Regions from separate parts of the Mus musculus genome. Here region 2 is linked to region 1. A link is a contact called in public HiChIP or PLAC-seq data. All regions are on one chromosome and are shown on one strand. Each heading gives the region's core, a stretch centred on a gene start, on an enhancer-like site or on the middle of the called end of the contact. The rest is flanking DNA. Distances are from core to core; before and after follow the strand shown.

Region 1 (5,078 bases), core at 1,136-3,635:
CATGGTCAACCAGGTAGGACTCCATCAGGTCTGTTTTTGCCTAAGATATTTGCTCTTCTGTTAGAACTACCCTGTTGGTCCTGATCAGCACTGTACATCTCAACGCCTATACATAACCATGATGAGAGGCAGTAGGGTAGGGAAGGTGGAGGCCTGATACGTCCTAGGTCCCCACATAAACTGATGCAAGAACAGCCACAGTACTCTACTCAGGCCACTGTTGCAACTCAATCACCCCATCTTACCCCCATGCAGAGGCCTCTCCTATCCCTTTGCAAGCAAGGTACAGAAATAAGAGACCTGCCTCCCAAGGCAAGGCTCCTTTCTCAACTGTGGGTGTTTGTCCAAAATTAGCAAGGCCCCAGGCATCATCTGAAGCCACTTCCTGAACCAACCCTAGCAGGCTACTTCCAATTGGGGCTCTGTGGGAAAAAAAAGGGGGGGTGGGGGTGGGAGAGAGTTCACATCTCTAAAGACAGGTTGGCCTTCAGTGCTCAGCTTTGAACAGAGCTGGCGGCAGGCAGATACCTCTTTCCAAGTTTTCCACAGCTCTAGGTCAGAGCTGAGCCCAAGCAACCTTCACGTGTACACACACCTGAGTCCCCCAAGAACCCAGGGGAAACGTACCTCGATTTGCATAACATCGCAACCCCACTCGGGCTCTCCAGAGAATAATGCGCAGGTCCTGGGGTAGTTCCCCAGCTAGCAACGGAAAGAAAGTGCTTCTGGTTGATTCCTTTCAAATTACAATTCACAGTGGCCACCAGCTGGGAGAGATCCAAATACAGTTTCAAAGATTTCTGGGCCACAGAAGAGCTTTCTGTCCTGACTCTAAATAGAAGGACTACCGGCAACCCCCACCCGTGCACAAGTCCAGAAACCGTGCTGGAATGTGACACTAAGAGAGCCACTAACTGAAGATTGCTCCCCCCCCCCCGCCCCCAGCCACCCCCCACTTCACATGAGGTGTGCAGTAGCCTCAGTCAGACCCAGCTCCTTCCTGTGCCATCTCTGGGGTCTCTGCAGTTTCGAACTTTCCTCCTGCAGTTTCTTGCAGATTTCATCGGGAGAATTCCAGATGCCCAGAGAGCCAGGCTTCAGTGAAAAAAAAAAAAATCAATAAATCAATGACCAGTTTACTCGTCATTCTGAACCACCCTCATTCTGCTTGCCAGAGGGCACCTTCAACTCAGTGTCACGTGTTGTCTGCTCCTGACCTGAGCCTGTGTTAGACCACTGGGTGATCCTGAGTCTGATCCGCTACTGTAGTCGGGAGGCCCTTCCAGAACCCTGTTTATCTCCCCCCTGGCTCCAGCGTCTTCCTTCCTGGGTGCGCAGGTCGTGACCATCTTGACGCCAGAGGTCTTAGAGTGCCACTCTGTCTTGGAGAGGAATCAAAGCCAAGAATCTGGACAAATGACTTCCCTAGGAACAGCCACCTGCAAGGAAATACCCTGGAAGAGACTTGCTCCGGAAAAGTGACTCAGGTCAGGGGCTTTTGGGGGCGGGGAGATCTGGGAAGTCCAGTTACCACAGGGACCTTTAGATGTTAAAGTACACTAAGAACCCACCCTTCCACCCTCTGAGGGATATATCTGTTAGTCTCCCTTAACAGTTAAAACTGATAAGAAAAAAAGGTTATATTCAATAATGTATAAATGAAGAGTTAGAAACAAGTCATGTTGTCTTCCCATTAGTTCAATACTAATGTGCCCTAAGCTATACCACACAGGAACCCAGCAACCCTTCTCAAACACCAGACTCACAGACACACATCCCAGCTCTAACACCACAGATACACACACACACACACACACACACACACACACACACACACTCAACCTTAAACACCAGTTACGCGTGTAGAAGGGAAAGGATTTTTTTAAATAATTTGATACATTGTGTTTCACAAAATTCACCAAAGGTGGTTGTGAGCAAAAAGCCAGCAGCCAATCAGATTTGTCTTCCTGGTTTGTTGCAGTCAGACTCCATGGTTTTTGCCTCTTTGCTCAGTCAGAAGGGGGATGCTGATGTTTTTTCAACAAGGATCCCTCAAGTATCTCATCAGAGGAAATGAGACAAACAGCCCACCATTCGCCAGAGGAACTCCAGACACGCATTTAAGAGCGACACAGCAGGAGAGCCAGATAGCTGTAGTGCTGCACTGCTAGGCAGTCCTGAGCCTAGCGCGCAGGAGCAAAGAACGTAAGGTTACCAAGCCCAGCACGGGACACCCCAACCGGCGCAGATAAGGATCGGGAGCACGCGAGCAATCTCCAGCCTCACCCTATCCCGCCCCGGTCCCAGGTCCGCAGCAGCCCCACCCGGAAGGTTCCCATAGGCACACAAACCCGCTTGGCTCGGCTCCCCAGCTCCGCCTCGCCCGGTCCCAGCTCCACCTAGCCCCGACTCTGTACCGCCCAGTCCCAGAGCCCGCCCCTTCTGGGTCAGCCAATTGTCACGTGACCGCGGGCGTATCCGAGACTGCCTGAGATCGACGCTGTCTACCACCAGTTCCTCCTCAATTTCGAACCGCCCTTGTCCCATGGCGCTGGAGCCTCCCGGGTCAATGTGAAGTGACTTCTGCTCCTGATCCCAAGCCTGTGCTGGCACCTCTGGGTGAACAGGGTCAGATCCCCGCTCGTGACGTTAATGAAGCCCTGGTCCTTTAGGGGCTCTGTGGAGTTACACCCCAGGCCACCCCCTTCCGAGTTCTGACAGATTCGCTGGAGCTTCAGAGAGTGGACCTACAGACAGAAGGATTATTTGGGTCTGGCGGCTCAGGGGAGGAGGAGGGCTCGGGACTGGGGCCTCAGGTAGGGGCTGGCCTGGGCGCTCAAGGAACGAGCCTGCTGGAATCGCTCTGCCTTCCCTACCAAGGGACTGAGGACACAGGCCCATCTGTATCTCTGTCATGGCCCTGGGGACCCTCTTTTTGGCATTGGCTGCAGGCCTGAGCACTGCCAGCCCACCTAACATCCTGCTGATCTTTGCGGATGACCTGGGCTATGGGGACCTCGGCTCCTATGGGCACCCCAGTTCTACCACCCCTAACCTGGATCAGTTGGCTGAAGGTGGACTACGGTTCACAGATTTCTATGTGCCTGTGTCTCTGTGCACGCCATCTCGGTGAGTGAGGGACCTTTGCCCCTCCCCTCTCCCCTGGCTCATCCCATTTCTGTCTCTCTGTGGGTATGTCCACCATTCTCCCTCTTCTCTCTGGGTTCATCTCTGTGGGACTCGCAGATAATGGATTCTGTGGTTTGTACTACAGGGCCGCCCTCCTGACTGGCCGGCTCCCAGTTCGATCAGGCATGTACCCTGGAGTTCTGGGGCCCAGTTCCCAAGGGGGCTTGCCCTTGGAGGAGGTGACTTTAGCCGAAGTCCTGGCTGCTCGAGGCTACCTTACAGGGATGGCTGGCAAGTGGCATCTTGGAGTGGGGCCAGAGGGGGCCTTCCTGCCCCCGCATCAGGGCTTCCACCGATTCCTGGGCATCCCATATTCCCATGACCAGGTACAAACCAGCCGGACCCTCTGCTGCCCCCCAACACACACCCAAGCCCGCATACCAACTGTACCCTAACCCGTAGCCAGTCCTCCCTCACACTAACCGCTCTCTGCTCTCCCCAGGGTCCCTGTCAGAACCTAACGTGCTTCCCACCAGACATCCCCTGCAAAGGTGGCTGTGACCAAGGCCTTGTTCCCATCCCACTACTGGCCAACCTGACAGTGGAGGCCCAGCCCCCTTGGCTGCCTGGACTGGAGGCCCGGTATGTGTCTTTCTCCCGAGACCTCATGGCTGATGCCCAGCGCCAGGGCCGACCGTTCTTCCTGTACTACGCTTCCCACGTGAGTGACCCTGGCCCCGCCCCCTGACTGCCCAAGACCTGTACCCAGCCAGTGCTGACTCCAGTCTCTGCCCCCAGCACACTCACTACCCTCAGTTCAGTGGACAAAGCTTCACCAAGCGCTCAGGCCGTGGGCCATTTGGGGACTCCTTGATGGAGCTGGATGGAGCTGTAGGGGCCTTGATGACAACTGTGGGGGACCTCGGTCTGCTGGAAGAGACACTAGTCATCTTCACTGCAGATAACGGGTACGAGCCAAGCAAGGGATACTCGTTGCTCTATCACAGGCCAGGACTCTAGGGTAACTTCCACCCTAGCTGTTTGTTGACTGTATAAAAGACTCGAGAGGTGCTAGGCACGTTATGGTGATCCATAACCAGCAGTGGGGCAGGGTCCTTAGCCTCTTGTTACTGATGACTTCCTTGTGTGTCCCAGTCCTGAGTTGATGCGCATGTCCAATGGCGGCTGCTCTGGCCTCTTGAGATGTGGAAAAGGAACAACTTTTGAAGGTGGCGTCCGAGAGCCTGCCTTGGTCTACTGGCCAGGTCACATTACTCCTGGTCAGTCCCCTAGCCCTCTTTGTGTAGACCCATGGCCCCCATCTCCCTAGCCTCGATGGTGAATGGAGTGGCCGAACAGCCATCTGTCCACAGGTGTAACCCATGAGCTGGCCAGCTCTCTGGACCTGCTGCCCACCCTGGCAGCCCTGACCGGGGCTCCGCTGCCCAACGTCACCTTGGATGGTGTTGACATCAGCCCCTTGCTGCTAGGCACAGGCAAGGTAGGGCCAGTCATCCCTTGACACCATCCCCATGCTGGTCCTCCTTTAGGTATGAAACTGGGCAGTGCCGGAGAGTACATGCCTCATGTCTCCTTTGATGAGTGGCCCCTGAGTATCACCTCTCAGGATCCTGGGTGGGCCAAAGCGGGGAGTGGGGGTGGGGGTCCCATAACAGGGCGATACACAAGAGCTTTTAGAGATCTCTCCTATCCTGTCATCCTGACTTTTCCCTCAGAGCCCACGGAAGTCTGTCTTCTTCTACCCGCCCTACCCAGACGAGATCCATGGGGTCTTTGCTGTTCGGAATGGGAAATACAAGGCTCATTTCTTCACCCAGGGTACCCTGCTTCCCTTCCTGGCTTCCCCTCCCTAGCCCGGCTTGCTGACCCCCAGCTGCTCTGTCCTCTGCCCCTCCTTATGTAAAAAGCTGACACCCCCCCCATCCCCA
Region 2 (5,473 bases), core at 232-2,731, 52 kb before region 1:
AGGCAGGAACTGTGTGGAGTCTGCCAGCAAGAGGAGAGGGAGGCACGGGGATTTAAAAGAGAGACAGACAGACAGACAGACAGACAGACAGACAGACAACAGGAGGAACCTGTGATTTTTTTTTTTAAGTTGGGTTCCGTACTGTTTTGAGTTTTTAAAAGATTTTGGTTTTTACTTCCTGTGTTTCCCTACACGTATATATGTGTACCACGTGTATGCCCAGTGCATTCACAGGCCTGATGGGGGAGCTGAATCCCCTGGAGTGGGAGTCATAGAGATTCAGGTGGGTGCTGGGTACCAGAGTCCTACAGTACCCGTCACGACTTTGAATTGTTTTTTGGTTTGGGGCTTTTTTTGGGTTTTGTTTTTTTGTTTTTGTTTTTGTTTTTTATTTTTATTTTTCCTTTTTTAAAATTTATTTATTTATTTTACACTCCATATTTTATTCACCACCACCACCCCCAGTTTTGGGGGGTTTTTTTTTGTGTTTTGTTTTGTTTTGTTTTGAGAAAAGTATCACTGCATACAGTCTGAGCCTTGAGTTTAGGATTATCTGTCTCAGTGTTCTGAACGCTAGGCTTACAGGCACGAGGCCACCATACCCAGCAGAAAGATACAGCTCTTTTATGGCCTGTCTTCTCAGCAACGACGAGATCCTTGAAAGCGAAAGACCAGATGTCATGACTCCTGTGGTCCCAGTGCCCAGCAGAGCATCTGGTACGTAACAGAAGGCACACAACTGGCTAGGTGAGTGTGTGCATGGGGGATGCGTGGGCAAACGGATGAATGTAGGAAGAGAAGGAACATAACCCAAAAAAGTAAATGCATAGATGAATGGGCGGGATGCTGAAGGTTTGAGGGAATATCGGATGAGCCGAAGGATATACAGGTCCATGAGGGGATAGATGGACGGATGGATGGACGGGTGGATGGACGGATGGATGGATGGATGGATGGACGGGTGGATGGATGGATGGGATCTATGAGTGGAAAAGGGAAGCTGGGTGGGCTGCTGGATAAGTAGGTGGACAGAAGGAGGAGCAGGTGAGTTAAAAGGCAGGTGGAAGAGACAGGGTGGAGCAATGGTTAGAGCACCTTCCCATCAGATGACACGGCTATCAAGAAAAGTCCCAGTCCAGACTTCAGGTCCCTCTTGCTTTGTGCGAGACTCTCGATAAGTTAACCCATCAGTCACATCTGAACCTCTCTCTCTCCACAGTAGGAACCGTCACGTCGGGAGGCCACAGGGCTCTAGTAGCCTGTTTGACGAGGTTCTAACAGCCTCGTTCGGGCCCCATCGACTCGCTTGCTTACCCCTTCCCGTCTGTCCCACTCTAAGAGACAAATGTACACCTGCCACCCAGTCCCGAGACCAGTGCAGATGAAGCCTCGCCAGCACGTGTGCGGCCCTCCTCAATCCCTCCTTACCCCACGCACATCCTTCTTCAGGCTGACCCGGTCACAGATACACTACGCTAGCTGATCCAGGCCTGGGAACCCAGCGGTGGACAGGAAGCCTCCGGTTCCACCGCTCTCACACTAGCATGGCCTTAGCTCATCCCAACTCACCTCTCTGCCCTGCCCTCCCCAGATCTTAACCCTAGGAGCTATGCAGAGTTAAGCAGCCTCGCCCTGGTCAGGTCCTATTTCAAAGCATCTTGTTTTCTTTTTTTTTTTAAATTGTTATCAACCAGACAAACTATTTATTATATAACACAGATTCGTGTGCTCGTTTTATTAATCACACACAGGAAAGCCAGCTGAAAGGAATGTGCCCAGCACTGGCTCCCAAATGGAACATTCTCTCCGAGTGGAAAGAGGAAGGCAAACAGGATGGGAGGTTATGTCAGGCCTTGAGATGTGTGCACTAGCTGCATTCCTCAATTCCTGCTAGAGCGCTGCTGGAGGCCAGACTCTTTGCTCAGGTAAAGACCAGGACCTGGGTCCTAGGAGACACTGACCTAACCTCTACCCCAGCACGGCTTCTATCCTTGGTCTTTCATAGTCCTCCTTCATTCCCACTCTGGTTCCTGAATCAGAGTCTGGAGGGCTGGGGGTGGGGGGAGGACTGTTGGAAACAAGTTCCTGTTGCTAGGATGCCCTCTGCAATCTGGCACAACTCAGCCTAAGTCCCAGACAAGAAGTTCTGCCCAGAGCAGCAGGATGGGTATTGTAGCTGGGGTCAGAGGGAAGCCATTATAGCTCCTATACCCTCCCCAAAGGCAGTCCCAGCAGGGCCCTCACCATATGGTCATACACGTAGCTCTCAATCACCTAGGTGCTTTTGAACCCCACTCCCTCAGGTTATCTATGATAGCTATGGCCCTGTTAAGAGGTCCCGTGGTTGCTAGAAAGCCTGCAGCTCCATCACCCCCACACCAGCTGCTCTGTGGTCCTCTCCTGTTGACCTTGACACATTGTCCTCACCACTCTGCCCTGCCCAGATCTTCTTCATCTTGGCCCTAAAATATCTGCTCGGTCAGCTCCTACTACAAGATCTCGTTCTTTACCTTGACCCCCAAGGACCAGGCGACTAAGACTCATGCTCCCCCCTCCAGCCGTGCCATTCCTCACAAAGCTAACTGCTTATGCAGCAAAACAAAGAACAAACATCCCCGCCCCCTGTGGGTAGTGACATCCCAGAAACATACTAAACGCTGGCACCCCACCTCCCAGGATTGCTAGGATAGGTCCACAGCTCCATTCATAGAAAAATGCTAAAACTCATGTCTGGCGCTGCTCAAATACAGAAGTTGGCAACGGGCATAGTTCTAGAATGCGGTGCTGGATCTCCACAAATATGAGGAACCCATCTGTAAACTACCCGGGGAATTCAAGTGAAACAACACCTTTGCTTTGAGCCTCTTTTTTTTTCTTTTTTTATCTTTTTTTGGCTTCCTCAGGCTAACCCCGGATCTTCGGTCTCGGTGTCCTGTGCATCCAGGGGTAACTGGATCCCGCCCCCTCCCAGTGGCCTGTGCACCCGGGACGGGGTACACTTGCCATAACCACTGACAGCCAGCACAAGGTCCGGCTTGAAGCAAAACTGACCAACATCTGCTCCTCTTGGATTCTGACTCCAACGCAGACCTCTCTCCTTCCTAGGTTTCAGAATGACGGCCAAACGATCCTGGATCCACAGTTCTCAAAACCGTACCGCCATCCGTAGGAAAAGCATACAACTAGCTCCTATTCAACAGGTGTGTAGCCCCTTCTCCTTGCTCTTTACTCGGTCCTGTTGGAACTGGGCCACGGGCCTATGAAATCATTCCCACCCGGAGGCCACATCCAGCAAGTGAGTGCAACGATCCCCTTCTATTCTCCAAGTCCCCAGTAAAGCCATCAAGGCAGGAAAAGGATAAGCCACGTGAGAAAGCAAGGCACGGGCTGGAGAGATGGCTCAGCGGCTAAGAGCACTGACCACTCTTCCGGAGGTCCTGAGTTCAAATCCCAGCAACTGCATGGTGACTCACAACCATCTGTAATGAGATCAGATGCCCTCTTCTGGTGTGTCTGAAGACAGCTACAGTGTACCTACATATAATAAATCTTTAAAAAGAAAAGAGAAGGGGCTGGAGAGATGGCTCAGAGGTTAAGAGCACTAACTGCTCTTCTGAAGGTCCTGAGTTCAATTCCCAGCAACCACATGGTGGCTCACAACCATCCGTAATGAGATCTGACGCCCTCTTCTGGAGTGTCTGAAGACAACTACAGTGTACTTACATATATAATAAATAAAATCTTTTAAAAAAAAAGAAAGTAGAACTGAAAGAATGCATTCCAGATTTATTTATAAAAAAAAAAAAAAAAAGAAAAGAGAAGAAAGAGAGAGAGAGAAAGAAAGGAAAAGAAAGCAAGGAACCTAGCCAGCAGTAAGTCAGTAACTGAGTTCCTGTATAACCTAGGCATCCATCAAGTTTGACGCATGGCCACATGATTGTAGGCTCCCCTGGAAAGCTGCCAACTTAAAGTCGAGGTTGACAGAGGTTACCACGACCCTGGGCCCAAACCTTCTATGTACAGAGAAAGGGACACTCGTACCCTGATCCAGACATACCACTGATAATCACCCCAGAGTTCATTTGTCCTACCTACTCTCTGATCTGGAAAGAAGATAATCGATCTTGTGGCTTCCCAGAATACCCGAGGGCGCAATGAAAGAGTACACCCCAGACATGAAAGCAGCCCACACTGAGGGCCCCAGAGGACCCTTCACCAGCATCTAAGGGGATCCTTCCTAGAAGTCCAAGCATTCAGCTAGATTGGACCACAGTTCCTCAGCGGGCCCCAGGAGCTGCAACCTTCACCTCACATTTCTGTAAGAACAGGAGCCATCCTTCATCAGCTGCCCTCAGACCATACCAACCCCAGGTACCCCGGAGCCACTCCTTGGGGCCCAACTGGCCTCATTTCCTCTTAGCTGGCCCATGCCTCCTGCTCTGCCTACTTGGACAATCTGTCCACTTTGGAAAAACGCCTCTTTTCTCACACTGGTTCCTTCCTTACGTGCCAGCCACTCATGAATTGGGAGTTCCACGAACCTGGTATTTCCGTGAGGAATGTACCAGAGGGGTGGTCACTGTCACCGAAGACTCGTGTGCCAACACGCACACAGAGGGATGACCATGAGTGTACTCCTCCAGCTGGCATGGCAAAGGTGGCTCCACTGTCAGGTTCACATACCCCTGTTCCTAAGAACATGCATGCTTGCCCACCATGGATATGTGCAAATCTGAATGTATCTTGAGTGTTATTGAGTTTGCTTCTCAGTCTTAGGGGGGATGTCCAGATGTGTTACCAAGAAGACCATAGGGAGACTAGAAGAAGTGCCTGCCCTTTAGGAGGTATCTGAGCAAAAACTGGAGTCACTTACCATGCCGGGTGTCATACTGTCGCATCTGCACTTCTTCCACACAGTCAGCTGGGAACCAGCCTGTTCGGCCCTTCACGGTTCCCTCCCAGAAACCGCCCTCCCCAATGCTGAGCACTAGGGAGAGAAGCCAGACAGGTTGTCAGGGAAAAAGAGGACAGCAGGGTACCTGCTTCCCTGCCACCTGAGGCTCAGGTTTTGCCCACGACCCTGACCACTGCTCTCTTTTCAAGCCAGCATTCCCCCCTAGCATTCTTCCTGGGAAGATTCTAGGATCCACACAGAAGAGAACTGAACAGATGGCCTCAGCAAAGGATGGACATGTGGGAGACAGACAGACACAGATGGACACACTGGGAGAGGGCAGAGGCAGAAACAGAGGCCAGACATACTCTTCCTCCTGCCCACAGGGATCACGTTCCCCCCAACCATGGTAACTGACATCCACCCAAGAGTCACTGTCCAGAGCTCAGGGTCATGGCAAGGCAGCCAGTGGAGCAAGCCACATTATAGACCAGGAGGGCTGGTCTTTACAACTATTTCCACCTCACTGACAGAGTGCCCAAGGTAGGACCCCAATGACGGCAGAGAGCCTCATGATGG

The links. HiChIP or PLAC-seq counts read pairs in DNA pulled down with a chosen protein or histone mark.
Region 2: an H3K27ac HiChIP or PLAC-seq map of heart atrium shows a contact between it and region 1, with 5 read pairs. The contact joins the enhancer-like site here to the promoter of C230037L18Rik in region 1. A contact is called at or near these places in 3 of 39 promoter capture datasets (the 3T3-L1 cell line, embryonic stem cells and liver), 1 of 15 datasets of contacts at CTCF or cohesin (the NIH/3T3 cell line), 31 of 484 Hi-C or Micro-C datasets (the AML12 cell line, the C2C12 cell line, the G1E-ER4 cell line and 20 more), 9 of 115 datasets of contacts at active chromatin or transcription factors (the HPC-7 cell line, cardiomyocytes, embryonic stem cells and 3 more) and 4 of 9 other capture datasets (adipose tissue, embryonic stem cells, liver and 1 more).

The regions. Positions count from the first base shown.
Region 1 is chr15:89,473,559-89,478,636 of GRCm38.p6, reverse strand. It overlaps C230037L18Rik (RIKEN cDNA C230037L18 gene), which reads right to left and starts at 2,385. Exons shown (of 5, transcript NR_077233.1): 1 at 2,352-2,385; 2 at 1,218-1,378; 3 at 990-1,095; 4 at 628-767. Arsa (arylsulfatase A) reads left to right here and starts at 1,213. Exons shown (of 9, transcript NM_009713.4): 1 at 1,213-1,487; 2 at 1,982-3,129; 3 at 3,275-3,515; 4 at 3,632-3,850; 5 at 3,928-4,097; 6 at 4,285-4,409; 7 at 4,503-4,630; 8 at 4,866-4,968. The coding sequence starts at 2,915.
Region 2 is chr15:89,524,674-89,530,146 of GRCm38.p6, reverse strand. Shank3 (SH3 and multiple ankyrin repeat domains 3) reads right to left here. Exons shown (of 22, transcript NM_021423.4): 12 at 4,874-4,987. Among named protein-coding and RNA genes, the nearest start is that of Gm15609, 3.7 kb to the right of the region's middle. Within about 2 kb of position 1,481, at least 3 of the 459 cell types and tissues checked have an H3K27ac peak or open chromatin away from gene starts, as enhancers often do. A contact at or near this core is called in heart atrium, where this site is marked.